Regions from separate parts of the Gossypium hirsutum genome. Here regions 1 and 2 are each linked to region 3. Evidence: chromatin contacts called from public Hi-C data. All regions are on one chromosome and are shown on one strand. Each heading gives the region's core, a stretch centred on a gene start, on an enhancer-like site or on the middle of the called end of the contact. The rest is flanking DNA. Distances are from core to core; before and after follow the strand shown.

Region 1 (4,383 bases), core at 1,770-4,269, 130 kb before region 3:
GAATTTCTTGGTCATTATCACCCTCAATGAGAAAAAAGTTTAAGCTACAAACCATCAATCATAAAACATAGATATAAAAAAGAAGCTTTTAAGATAGACCACTTACTGGTTTTGAACCATAGGTGTCCTTTTGACTTTCGGAGATACCACTTCACCAATCGCAAAGATTCCACCTCCCTCTATATTATCCAAACAGTGTGCAAACGATTTTTTACTTTCCCAGATGCAGCCAGTTGTGAAATTATAGAAGAATTTGCTTGTCCAAATCCTAGTATCCCATCTAGTGCTTCACTTGATGATCCTAATTCCCCAGATTGTCTAGCACCGCACCTAACCACAAAAGGAAATTCTAAACATCAATAACCAAAAATACACATCAGCAGCAGTTGCAGCAGAACATGTTTCCCTTGACATTGTAAGTTCTGCCCCTACAACAAATACACATCAACAGACTCCACCCATCTCAAATCACTTCTAAAGAACATGAGCTATTTCCCTTTTCTTTTTCTTTTGGTTTGGTGGGGGTAGGGGAGTGATTCAATATGTTGAACAACTAGTAGAGAAAGAAAAGGGTAGGCGCCAAAAACACATGAAAAACTTGAACAGAATTTTAAGATAATAAACAAGATTGTCCCAGTCATGACTAAATCCAGTAACCAGTAAGGAACAGAAGAAAGAGGTAGGAGGAAGATCCGCTGAAGAAAAAAGAAGACTCGATTAGTATGTCTTGCAATCCAGGTACCACAAACACAAAGGAATTATACACACCACATATTAGTTAATCGAAAATTAAATGCGCAAGTGCACAAAGAAAAGTCCTGTTCAAAGAAATTAGAGGCTAAATGAATTAACCCCACATTTTCTGCCTTGTCTGGTAAGATCTTAACCTAAGAGCAGAACTAATATTTCAGCATAGCAAGGCACAACGGTATCTTATATTACAGCCAAACACTTAGAGAGAACCATAAAACTGTCTTTGTCAGCTATAGCCTCTGACAAGAGTGCTCAACAAATCTATGAATACTTGATTAAGACTTCAAGCCCCAAAATGAAACTACCCATCTATTTGTGCACAATATACATATGATGTAGGACAAATAATAGTTACAAACTGTTCCTAGGTCAAGACTGAATGAAAACTAGCCTCAAAGCCAAGGCCATGCTCAAGTGAATTATAAACATTTAGCTTCCTAGTAGACCAACCTATAAGGACCATTTTCATGAACAAGGAGAATAAGCAAGTAAGCAACAATAGCAGAAAACTAAGCTGTGTCCTGAAAAATCAGAATCCATCAGAATTCCAACTCACCCGAATACAACAGTCCCATTTGTAGATCTACTTTGAAGGTTACCAGTCACCTGCTCCAGTTTCATATTGTCCTTTACAAAGTATCCAGCTGTTGAGCTTCCATCACCATAAACAACATTATATTGGCACTGAAGATTGGACTTGCAACCAGGGAGTGGACCATCATATGTCGAAGTACAAAAATCTTGATCACAATAAACCAGGCTTGAAGTGGAGGACTTCTTTGGATCATATAATGTTAATCCTAGCTGCAATAGAGTAACCAAACAATAAATGTTTTCACAACAAAAATTTATCATAATAAAAAGAACACAATAGCCACAACTTTAAACTAGACATAGTACTCTACAGAGATTAAGATCTAGTTATAAAATGAACATACACCGAGGTCACTTTTTGTGGGGCACTTGTCACAACCAGCACAATTCACCCATAGAATGTCACTTCCAGTATCAACTTGCACATAATAGTCCTTTGATGGATTTCCTAATCCAATTTTAGCAAAATAAAGCCTGAAAAAGATTAAGAAAATGAGAGATAAACTAGCACCCCAAAACAAAATTAATGCAAAGAAAATTAACCCCTATTTCTGATAGATCCAATAGAGCAAATCAGCTGAATATTAAGCTACCATTAGCTTTAAAAAAATTATTAAGTATATGCATTGGGTGGAATTAGAGGGCAATTAAGCATTTAACCAAAGGCACCATGGACTTTAACCAGCTGAAATTTTCAACTAAATAAGATAAAACTCAAAAGTAATTGAAAATAATAATAAATTCAATCATACCTGACCCTCTGAATAAGAAATTTAAAATAAAATAAAAAATCCTTTCTTGCAGCAATCGGACCTCATGCAATAAGTGAACTCTACTATAATTAACCATCATCATAGAGAAACATCAAAATTCAGCCAAACTAAAATTCTCCTGGAAAGGAAAAATAAGAATTCCCTTCACCTGATTCGGTTTTACTCCAAAAAGAATTCCTTCAAACATAACATATAAAGGAACACAAATATTTATACATAGAACCAAAAGTAATTCAGGGAAAGAAAGAAAGAAAACTAACCCAGTTTCAGAAGGATGACCATTGCCACCTAAAGGGAGATCCACACCGATAGTAGAGAGAAGCCTACCATGACGACGGATATCATGAGCTCTCAATGCACTTAAATTCTTTCCGTGGCCTGCAAATTTACGTAACACATTTAAAGTCAACACGTTCCCAAAACAACCACAACCGAATTCACCCACCACCGTCACCGCAACAGTCACAACCACCAACGCTAATCTCCTTAGATCCATCATCTCTAACGATTACAAACAATCACCCCCCTCTCTCTCTCCCTCTCTCTTTGGCTCTACGAATTTCAAACTTAATTTCGTTATTGGTTTTTTTGTTTTGCCTAGGGTTTTTGTTAAAATTTAAAAATCCAAAGAAGATTCAAAGAAGGTAGGAGAGAAAGACAACGAGGGAGAAGTGGCATAGACGGAGACCAAAATTCATGAAGAAGAAGAAGAAGAAGAAGAAGAAGGAGTAGGAGGAGGATAGAAATGCGCGTTTTCAACGCCAAATGATGCGTCCTTTTTGTAAAGCTGAAGCACGAGGAGTCTAAGGTATTTTTCTTGTATACTATGAAAACGTCGGTCGCTCATGCTTCGTGTTTGCCTCTTCCTTTTTTCTTTTAATTGTTATTTATTAATGTTGTAAGAACCAGAAGTGCTCACATTCTCGATTAATAACTGTAAAGTAAAATACACGAAATTCATAAGCGATTCCATTTATTCAACAGTCAATTTTTTATCTTTATTTTTTTATTTTTTTATTATCTATAAATTATAATTATTTATTAAATTTATAATTTCCAAGTATAATATAAGCGAAAGAAAATTATTATGATTATTGTTAAACATAATTTGAATAGAAAATTTATTTTTCGAAAAATACATTAAATTTATTTTCGGTGAATCGACTTCTTTACAAAAAATACTTTTTAGTATAAATTCTTTTTGGACTAATTGGTAAGAGATTTTTTTTGACTAATTGGTAAAAGACTTCTACTATTTTTTTTTGTGTTAAAAGGGAATAAACAAAGAGGGTTTGCAAAATAATTAACCCTATTTAAGGTTTGTGCTTTTTCAAAAGTAAATTTAAAGGGAAATTTTCATATCAGGTCCTTGATATTTTAATTGATCACATTTTAGTCTAGTGTCGCCAATATATCAAGCGGTACCGGCAGAACACTATAAGAGTGTTGAACTTTTGTTATGTATTTGTTCTTAAATTTTCAACTAATTATCAATCTTTTCTTTTATATTTGAATCCATTATTTTAGATTTATTTTCATTATAAATTTGGAAAGGGTTTGACTTTCATTTAGATAAATTTTTGGATATTTTAGATAATTAATTAATAAAGAGATAAATATCAAAATTATACATGAACTATAGTTTAATGTGTAATCGCATACATAAATTTTGATTTTGTGTAATTTTTTACATAATTTTTTTATTTAATCCAATTCTTGTAAATTATTAACACAATTATTGATATAATATTATTTTCTATTTATATATTGCATACATAAATAATTATATTTATCTAATATAAAAATAAATTAACGTTTTTTTTTGAGAAAATATAAACTCAAAAATGCACTTATTTTCATTTAGAAATTTTAATTTCACGAAAATCAGGAAGGAAGTTAAAATTACAATAATTGTAAAATGCGTTTTTTTATATATATTTTTGTGTTTTTTATTTTGGCTCTTCCCAGCTCTACAAGACTTCTTTGCTTCACGTTTTCTTTACTTTTATTTCCTTTTGATTCCTTTCCTTTTCATATGTGCTTTGCCAAGAACTTCTTTTCAAGTCATCTCTTTAGGGGTGCCTACCCTTTTTGGAGGATCAATTTTTAAAATATTAATATTTGTATTATTTAAATTTTTAATAAGATATTTTTAACCTATAATTTAATAATGGTTTAAATTTTTCAAATTTCTCTATGCTCTTCTCAAATTTAAAATTTAATTTTTATCCTTTAATTTTGAAATATTAAAACCCTGTACTTT
Region 2 (4,258 bases), core at 530-3,029, 220 kb before region 3:
TACATAGTTTATTATAGTAGAGACTATCATATATATATATATAATTATATTCATTTCGATAGAATTATTTGATCTTAAAAGGAATCTTCTATAATCTCGCACGTGAGAGGTTATTTCTTGGTTTCGTCTAGTCATTAATAATTTGATTGTTTTTAGATAATAATAGGTAGAAACAATGCTTGTAAGGAGTACTATGGAACCAATAAATATAAGTCTATTTGCCATCCACACCAGAATAATTAGAGTTTTTTGAAAAGATTTGTTAATGGAGGAAGACCTCTTAAAGATAAGAGACATAAAGCCAAGAGAACCAAAAAAAAATCTTTTGCGTATAATATTACATAATCTCGAATGTTATCAATTCTGGTACGTAGACCAAATAATACAATGCAATCAAAAGTTCCTAGATTCATGGAGATATAGAACAACATAGAAGTTACTCTAACAATTATTCTATTAAAAACTCAAATGGAAATATAAGGAAATCTAACATAGAATTATTTCTAAATTTTTAAATTTAAGTAAAATAAAAAAAATTATCATTTTAATCCCCCAATGAATTTAACCATTTTCTTAAAAAAAATGTTTAACCCTAAAAATTGAGACATCAACCACCTCCTCTTTGAAGGAAATTGATGGCAATTGGCTCAACGTTCCCTCTTCTTTTGAGAGCTCCTCCTCCTCTTACATCTCCTCTGTTGATGTTGTCACCATTAACGGTGTCATTGTTTCTACTCTCTCTTCACAAAGGAGAGGAGTACCAAAATAAAGTTGAACCTTTCTTCTAAGCAACAAGCTTTGTCACGTTCCTCGAGAAGCATGAACATCGAGGGAAAGTAGAGTGAGATCTTTGATGAGTGGAATTGACTTTGAGATCCATTCTTTAAGTGAGATCTTTGATGGGGTTTCCATTTTCCCTTCAAACAATCAATTCAAAGCATGAATCTTCAAATATTTCATAACTATAAAGATTTCTCTAACTTCTTTCTGTGCGACTTTCAGAACTTCCCTCTTCAATAGGTCAAATTTAAGACTCAAAAAGATTAAATATTTTCTTTTTAGACAGTTTATCGATTTCTCTAAATGGGGTTTCTTCTTCTATCAAAGTTTTTTTATGTTTTTTTTTAATTCTAAGTTAAAATTTGAGGAAAGAGATGAGTTCAGATTTATGTATTTTTTCAACTATTTAATTATTATTTTTCTTTTATTTTAGTTAAAAATTAGTATTGGGCAAATTATATTTTAATCATTTGAAGTAATATACAACATTTATGATGTGGTAAATTATGTTATGTGGTATTTAATGATTGGTTCACTTGTCAAAAATAAATCATGTCAGACTTATGTTAGAGCTTTTAATGGGAGTAGACCTAATGTGAGAGGGTTTGAGCAAAAATATAGATGTGAAAAATGGGTTTGAACAAAAAATAATGCTCGTTTTCTAAACGAGTCGGGGCTCGGGTAAGATCTTTTGGGCCCTATCCGACCCGAATTTGCTTAAAATTCTTCACTGTTGTTTGCTGCCATTTTGTTGTTATTATATTGCTACTATTTTTTTATTTGGATATATAACTCTTATTTTATTATTAATTTTGTTACTATTTTAGAGGTATTTACTTGCTAAGTTGTAATTATTATAGTGTTATTTAAGTACAAAAATTTTTGTATATTATTACAAAACAAACTAAGTTAATAATTTATTTTGTATATTGTAAATAAGTGTACATTTGGGATGAAAAATAATTTATACAACTTGGGAAAATTAAAAATAACATAATCATTGGTGTCCCGAATGTATGCCACAATCGGGTGAGCGTCGAGCACGCCTAAATTCCGTCGCACTATTTGGGTTGGTGACTCCTCATCGTCTTCATATTCGTGCGCACATTGAGGTTGATTATTAGTATCTTTTAACGGTTGGAAAAATTATAGTTGGAATAATTGTCGATTTTTATTCTCTCTTCAAAATTAATATAAATAGATAAATTTTAAAAATTTCTGCCTATTTTCTTCTCTTTTTTTCAGCATAGTTATAAAAATTAGCGAAAAAACCTTGTATTCCATATGTACCAAATAGAAAAAATTAGAACCCGTTTTGACATGGTTGTCCGGTTCGGATTTAAAATCTGCTTTTCTTGTTATTTCCTCAACTAAAGCAAAAACAGAGTTTGGATTTTCATTTTCTTGCCGCTGGGTTTTGTCATCTGAAGCCTGAAGCTATGGTAAACCTTCCGTTATTAATCGTCCCTTCTTTTCTCTTCAGATCTGAAATCTCCATTTTTTTCTACTCCAAATTCTCACCAATTTTCCTTTTTCATTTGGGAGATCTTACAGGAGGTTAAAAACGGAAATTTGGAGGCGGCGATCGACCAGTTGCTTAATGTTGAGAAGCAGATGCGCTTCGCCGGCGATGTCGCTGGAACCAAGAAAGCGGTTACTGACATTTTGCTGCTTTGCTTTGAAGCTAAAGATTGGAAGTCTCTCAACGAACAAATCGTTAATTTGTCCAAGAAACGAGGTCAACTTAAGCAGGTAATTAATTTTTGACGTTTTCTCTTGACCAAAATTGATTATGTGGAGGCGGCTATTTCAGGGAACTTTTAGGGTTCTTTTTTTCTTTTCTTTTCTTTTCTGAATTTTTGGTGATTTTGTTGCTTTAAATGATCATTTAATGGTTCTAATTGTTATTTGAGATGCGGGTGTATTGAAATGCTTCACATTTCATACTTATATTTAGCTGAAATAAATTGTTGTTTTTTGTGTTTAAACAATAGTTTTGTTGCTTTTCTATTATAATGAATAGCAGCTAGGCATGGAACTTGATATTCATACATTATATGAAGAGAAGGCCGTTTATATATATTTGTGAACCATATTTGTGAACCTTCTTTAGAGTAGATAACTCGCCTATTAACTCTAGTAAAATTTTACTTATTTTTGCTAGTATAGTTTAAGTTCAAGAAAGATTGAACAAAGAAAAAAAGTTCAAAGTCTCAGTTCAGATAGATTCAAGATGAGAATCGTGTCTGGTGATATACTGAGATGAAAGGGAAAGAGTTAATAAGAAGGAAGATAGTGAATCGAATGCTAAATTGTTTATCAGTTTCTGATAATCCTAACTAGTGAAACAGTTCCATTCTCACCTCTCTCTCTTTGTTTACCTCCTAGCCTGTTGTTGCTTGAATGTGCAACTGCTGCTATACTGATATGAAAGGAGTAAGAGTTAATAAAAAGAAAATAGTAAATTGGACTACTAATTCTTAATTGGTCTCTCTTTGTTTCTCCTAGCTTTCCTTGCTTGATTGTGCTCTTTTATTTTCTACCTATTGACATGAAATGTTTATTTATGCTTATTTATTTGCACAGTTATGTAGTAGGAAGCTTTTGTTTTGATAAATATTAATAAGGAATCTTATAGACTAGCTCTGATGTTTTTAGTCCATTTGTATTTTCATATTCTCAAGCCTTATTAGTTCATATTAGTATAATACCACCGTAGATTCCAGTTAATTGATGCTAACTTTTCATGCAATCTAGTTATATTTGTTAGTAAATTTGAATAATAAATGAAGATCGGTTTCAACAAACTATAAATGCTACCTCTGTCACAAGTGTACTATTGTTGTATGCCCTAAAAAACATTTAGTTGCTGACCAGTTCAAGTTTCAGTTGCTATTAATAGACAACACATCTTGCCAGCTTACCATGGAGCTAAATTTTTTCTGGTTTCCAGAAATCTATGTTGCCTTTACATCCTGCCCTTCTCACTATTCATCCTTCTGTTGGCTTGGCTCACTCTTCAATAAGTCAACATTGCCCAGCTTGCTAATGGCTACGCTTCCCTAAATTACTTATTTCTTTGGCCTTCACCATTATCATTTCTTCACCTTTGCAGTTCTTGAGCTACCAACCTCGATTTCTCTTATAAAGGCCACATCCCTCTTTATGAAGCTTCAATATTTCCCCACTTTATGAAATGCTAGTGGCTACTTGTTGCAGAGGCTATTTCCCCTTTGCTCTTCTTAAGCTACTCAACCACCCCAAGCATCCACTGTTCAGCCTGCAGTGATTAATATTAATCTTGTCCCCAAAGCCGCAAAGAATAATCTAAAGAAGCTACAATTCTCAGTTAAACAGACGAGGGAAGATATTAAAAAGTATATAGCGTCAATTGAAGCCTTGGCAAGTGTTAAGCGATTAAGAAGGCCCAAGAAGCGTGACCAACCTTGTAACATTAAACAATAATTAAAAATGACAC
Region 3 (4,500 bases), core at 1,955-4,454:
TAATCTAATAATAATATGCTCCATGCTAAGGCAAAATTAATAATAAATGCCACTTTAAAGAAAATTATGAAAGTAGGCTGTTTTTATTGATATTTAAAGAAATAGGTCAATTTTGGAGAGTGAGAGCTGACATAGCAAAAAATGTGTCCTATAAAAAGTGAAGCGAAGCCCTTTACATTAAACACAATGATATTAAAATACTTAGCTTCTTTGGTTTAATTGTTAAGTGTTTGTACTTTTTATTTTTTTTGTCTCAGGTTCGAGTATTCTCTTATATTTGTTTTTATTTTTTCTAATGCATGTTGCTTTCTTTTTTATTTTTAAAATTTTTAATTAATGATTTTTTATTAATAAGCATGTTATTTTCAAGTTTTTAATTAATAAACATTTTTTTAATTAACAATTGCTTTATTTATATAGACAAAAGTAAATATATAATTATAATGAAAATATATTTTTATATATCATTATTTTAAATATAAATTTTTTAAATATCAACTATTTTTTTGATCTATTTTTCTTTATATATCATTTTTATACGTACGTAGTGGGTATAGTAAATTCTAATATTAGAAAATTAAATAATTATTTCAAATATCATTATTTTTAGTAAATATAATTTTTGTATGTAAAATATTTAATTTTCCACCATGGATATAGTAGATTCTAATATTATAAAATCAAATAATGATATTTGAAATAAAATTTTGAATTATTTTACATATAAAAATAATAACGACATTCGAAATAATTATTTGATTTTATAATATTAAAATTTACTATACCCACAATGTACGTGAAAAAAATAAATATTTGATATATAAAAATTATATTTATAAAAATAATTATATTTGAAATAATTAATTAAAATTTTATAATATTAGAACTTACCATACTCACAATGTAGGTGAAAAAATAACGATTTTTGAAATAATTTTTTTGAAATATTTTAATATAAAAATAATGGTATTTGAAATAATTATTTAAATTTATAATATTAGCATCTAAAATACCTAGGTGAAAAAAATATTTCACATATAAAAATTATATTTACTAAAAATAATGATATTTGAAATAATTAATTGATTTTTATATTAGAATTTATCATACCCACAATATAGGTTTGATTTTATAATATTAGAATTTACCATACCTATAACGGACGTGAACAAAATAAATATTTAACATATAGAAATGATATAAAAAATATACAAAAAATTAGTTGATTTCTTAAAAGAATAAAATATGTTTAACGTAATGATATATATAAAAATATATATATTCATTATATAACTACATATTTATTATTTTGTCTATATAAATAAATAAATTATTAATTAAAAACATAAAATAAAAAACTTGAAAATTATATGTTTATTAATAAAAACTCATTAATTAGGTCTGGAAACAATATGCATTAAAAAAGAAGGATAAACTACTAAAATAGTCACTTTTGTTTGCTTCAGGTTACATTTTAGTCATTTATGTTTGAAATGTTACGTTTTAGTCACTTATGTTATCGTGTTGTAACATTTTAGTCACTGAACCGTTTATTACTGTTAACTGTATAATGGTAAGCTGATGTGACAGTTAAATCATAGTTTCAAATGAAAATTTTAGGTTAAATTTTACAATTAGTCTCTATATTTTTTTTTCATTTTGAGCAATTAATTTTTTTCTTTTATGCTCTTTTAACTTCTTTTTTTTCATTCTCTTCTGTTTCTCCCTTTGTTTTCCTATTTTCTTCATTTCTTTTAACGTAATTTTTTTATGTTTTCCATTTGTTAAAATTAGTTCACAAGCTTGCCTCACTCTAAAAAATTAGATTGTTCAAAAATAAAGGTATAGAGACTAGTTTTAACAAATGACAAATATAGAAAACTACGTTAAAAAAATGTAGAAGGGAAGAAAATAAAGGGAGAATCAGAAGAGAATGAAAAAAAAAGAAAAAAAGTTAAAAGAATATAAAAGAAAAAAAATTAAATTGCTCAAAACAAAAAAAATATGGGGACCGAATGTATAAATTAACTTAAAATTTTTATTTGAAATAATGATTTAACATGTCACATCAGCTTTCGGTTACACTATTAACGACAATTAACAGCTCAGTGACTAAAATGGTACAACGTGATAACGTCAATGACTAAAATGTAACATTTCAAACATAAATGACTAAAATGTAACTTGAGGTAAATAAAAGTGGCTATTTTAACAGTTTGCCCAAAAATAAATAGCGTTTGATATAAAACGGTTTGCCCAAAAGTGGACTAGAGTTTAGCCCTCGTCACAGAACCGTCAGAGGCAATTTGCCAAAAATAGATAAAACAAAATGGTTACTAGCTTAAGAAAAGAATTAACCCTGACTTCTGAACGAAATAACAACTATGCCATTTCCGCTAATAAAAAAATCCCAAATTATTTTTGGGTAAACTACTAAAATAATCACTCTTGTTTACCTCAGGTTACATTTTAGTCACTTATGTTTGAAATGTTACCTTTTAGTCACTTACGTTATCGCGTTGTAACATTTTAGTCATAAGCCATTAATTGCCATTAACAGTGTAATAGTAAGCTGATGTGGCATGTTAAATCATCATTTCAAACGAAAATTTTAGGTTAAATTTTACAATTGGTTTCTATATTTTTTTTATTTTGAGTAATTTAATTTTTTCTTTTATATTCTTTTAACTTTCACTTTTTCCCATTCTCTTCTGCTTCTTCCTCTGTTTTCCTCCCTTTTTCATTTCTTTTAACATAGCTTTTTTATGTTTTTCATTTGTTGAAACTAGTCCACAAGCTGCCTCACTCAAAAAAATTAAATTGTTCAAAAAATAAAAGTATAGAGACTAATTTTAACAAATGGAAAACATGAAAAAACTCGTTAAAAGAAATGGAGAAGAGAGGAAAACAGAAGGAGAAATAGAAGATAATGGAAAATAAAGAAAAAAATAAAGTTAAAAAACATAAAAGAAAAAAATTAAATTGCTCAAAATGAGCAAATAAGGGGACTATTTGTATAAATTAACCTAAAATTTTTATTTGAAATAATTGTTAAACTTGTCAAATCAGCTTAGCGTTATACCATTAACGGCAGTTAACGACTCGGTGACTAAAATGTAATATAAACTAAGTAAAAAAAAAAAAAAGACTATTTTTAGAGTTGACCCGTTTTTAACAAAAAAAAGTCAGAATAGCGAAAGTCAAAAGTCAAAATTATATCCATCTGATCTCTTCCAGAAAAACTGAGGGGAACAAAGATCGAATCAGAAGCCAGATCATTTTTATCCTCTTTCCTCAGAATTTCGATTTATTTCTCCAATTGGAAAATTTGAGTGAAGGAAATGTGTGGAATATTTGCGTATTTGAATTACAACGTGAACAGAGAAAGAAGGTATATTCTTCAAGTTCTCTTCAATGGCCTTCGTCGTCTCGAGTATAGAGGCTACGATTCCGCTGGAATTTCCATCGATGACTACTTCTCAGTTTCTCGCAATCCAAACACCCCTCAACCATCCTCCATCAATTCTCTCTCTTCTTCCCCTCTCGTTTTCCGACAGGAAGGCAACATCGAGTCCCTCGTCAAATCCGTTTACCAAGGTAACCTATGAACTCTTCGATTTCTCTTTCAGAGTTCTGATTTTTCGGATTTTCTCGGTTCTAAGAAAAAGGAACTCAACCTGGGTTCTTAACGGTGTCGGCCTGTCGGCTTGTGCAGACAACCTGGTTCTACTCGCTTCTTAATCGGTTTGGGTCAGGTCAAGTTAGGCTTACAAGACCAGGTTTGGCGGGTCCAGTAGTGGTAGCAACTTAAAGGAAAAGTAAATAGCAGGAAGGGATGCTCTTATTGTAATTAGTTTATATACACACATCACTTTTTATATGAATGATATTTTACCTATTCGATCATAATAATTCTACTCTAAAAATGGATTTGATATATCTCTCTCGTATCATTGATTGAAAATACTATCTTTTACTTGTATATATTTAAGGGTTGAATGTTTTACAATTCAAAAACTAGTTATACATTTGTAATTTACTCAAAGCTCAATTCATCTACATGAATAGACTATTAAGTATAACAGTTGGATAGTTAAAATTGTTAATTATATACGAAGTTATGAAAATGTGTAATTGTGTAAGTTGATCCTTCATATATATATCGTTAATTATTATTACTATTATTACTTTAATTTCCACGGGGTTAGCTGAAGCTGAAATGTAAGTTAATTAATTAAATAGTACAATTTATTTTTATTTTTATTTTTAATAAATCTTGGAACATATTATACATTCATTGCAGCAGCATATCTTATAATGGAAGTATATGACTTGTTTATCAGTGAATAAAATGTTATTTTAATTGTTTCTCACAATTTAATTATCACTTTTTATGAGAAGAATTCATTTTGAGTGAAAAAGCTGTAGTTCTCTTATGTTCTTTATCTGTAGGATGTTAATATTAGAAAGAAGAAGAAGAAGAAGAAAAAGAAAAAGACT

The links. Hi-C and Micro-C count contacts between places; a contact is called where the count stands out from the background.
Region 1: a contact with region 3 is called in a Hi-C map of leaf, with 3 times the contacts expected there. The contact joins the promoter of LOC107960874 here to the promoter of LOC107940460 in region 3. A contact is called at or near these places in 18 of 34 Hi-C or Micro-C datasets (anther, callus, fibers and 3 more).
Region 2: a contact with region 3 is called in a Hi-C map of leaf, with 1.8 times the contacts expected there. The contact joins the promoter of LOC107959404 here to the promoter of LOC107940460 in region 3. A contact is called at or near these places in 3 of 34 Hi-C or Micro-C datasets (leaf and petal).

The regions. Positions count from the first base shown.
Region 1 is chrD04:3,744,547-3,748,929 of Gossypium_hirsutum_v2.1, reverse strand. It overlaps LOC107960874 (aspartic proteinase 36), which reads right to left and starts at 3,019. Exons shown (of 11, transcript XM_041091709.1): 1 at 2,381-3,019; 2 at 1,692-1,821; 3 at 1,310-1,557; 4 at 212-330; 5 at 107-209. The coding sequence starts at 2,619.
Region 2 is chrD04:3,832,229-3,836,486 of Gossypium_hirsutum_v2.1, reverse strand. LOC107959404 (26S proteasome non-ATPase regulatory subunit 12 homolog A) reads left to right here and starts at 1,779. Exons shown (of 13, transcript XM_016895463.2): 1 at 1,779-1,903; 2 at 2,166-2,222; 3 at 2,335-2,532. The coding sequence starts at 2,220.
Region 3 is chrD04:3,611,807-3,616,306 of Gossypium_hirsutum_v2.1, reverse strand. LOC107940460 (glutamine--fructose-6-phosphate aminotransferase [isomerizing] 2) reads left to right here and starts at 3,204. Exons shown (of 12, transcript XM_016873890.2): 1 at 3,204-3,597. The coding sequence starts at 3,342.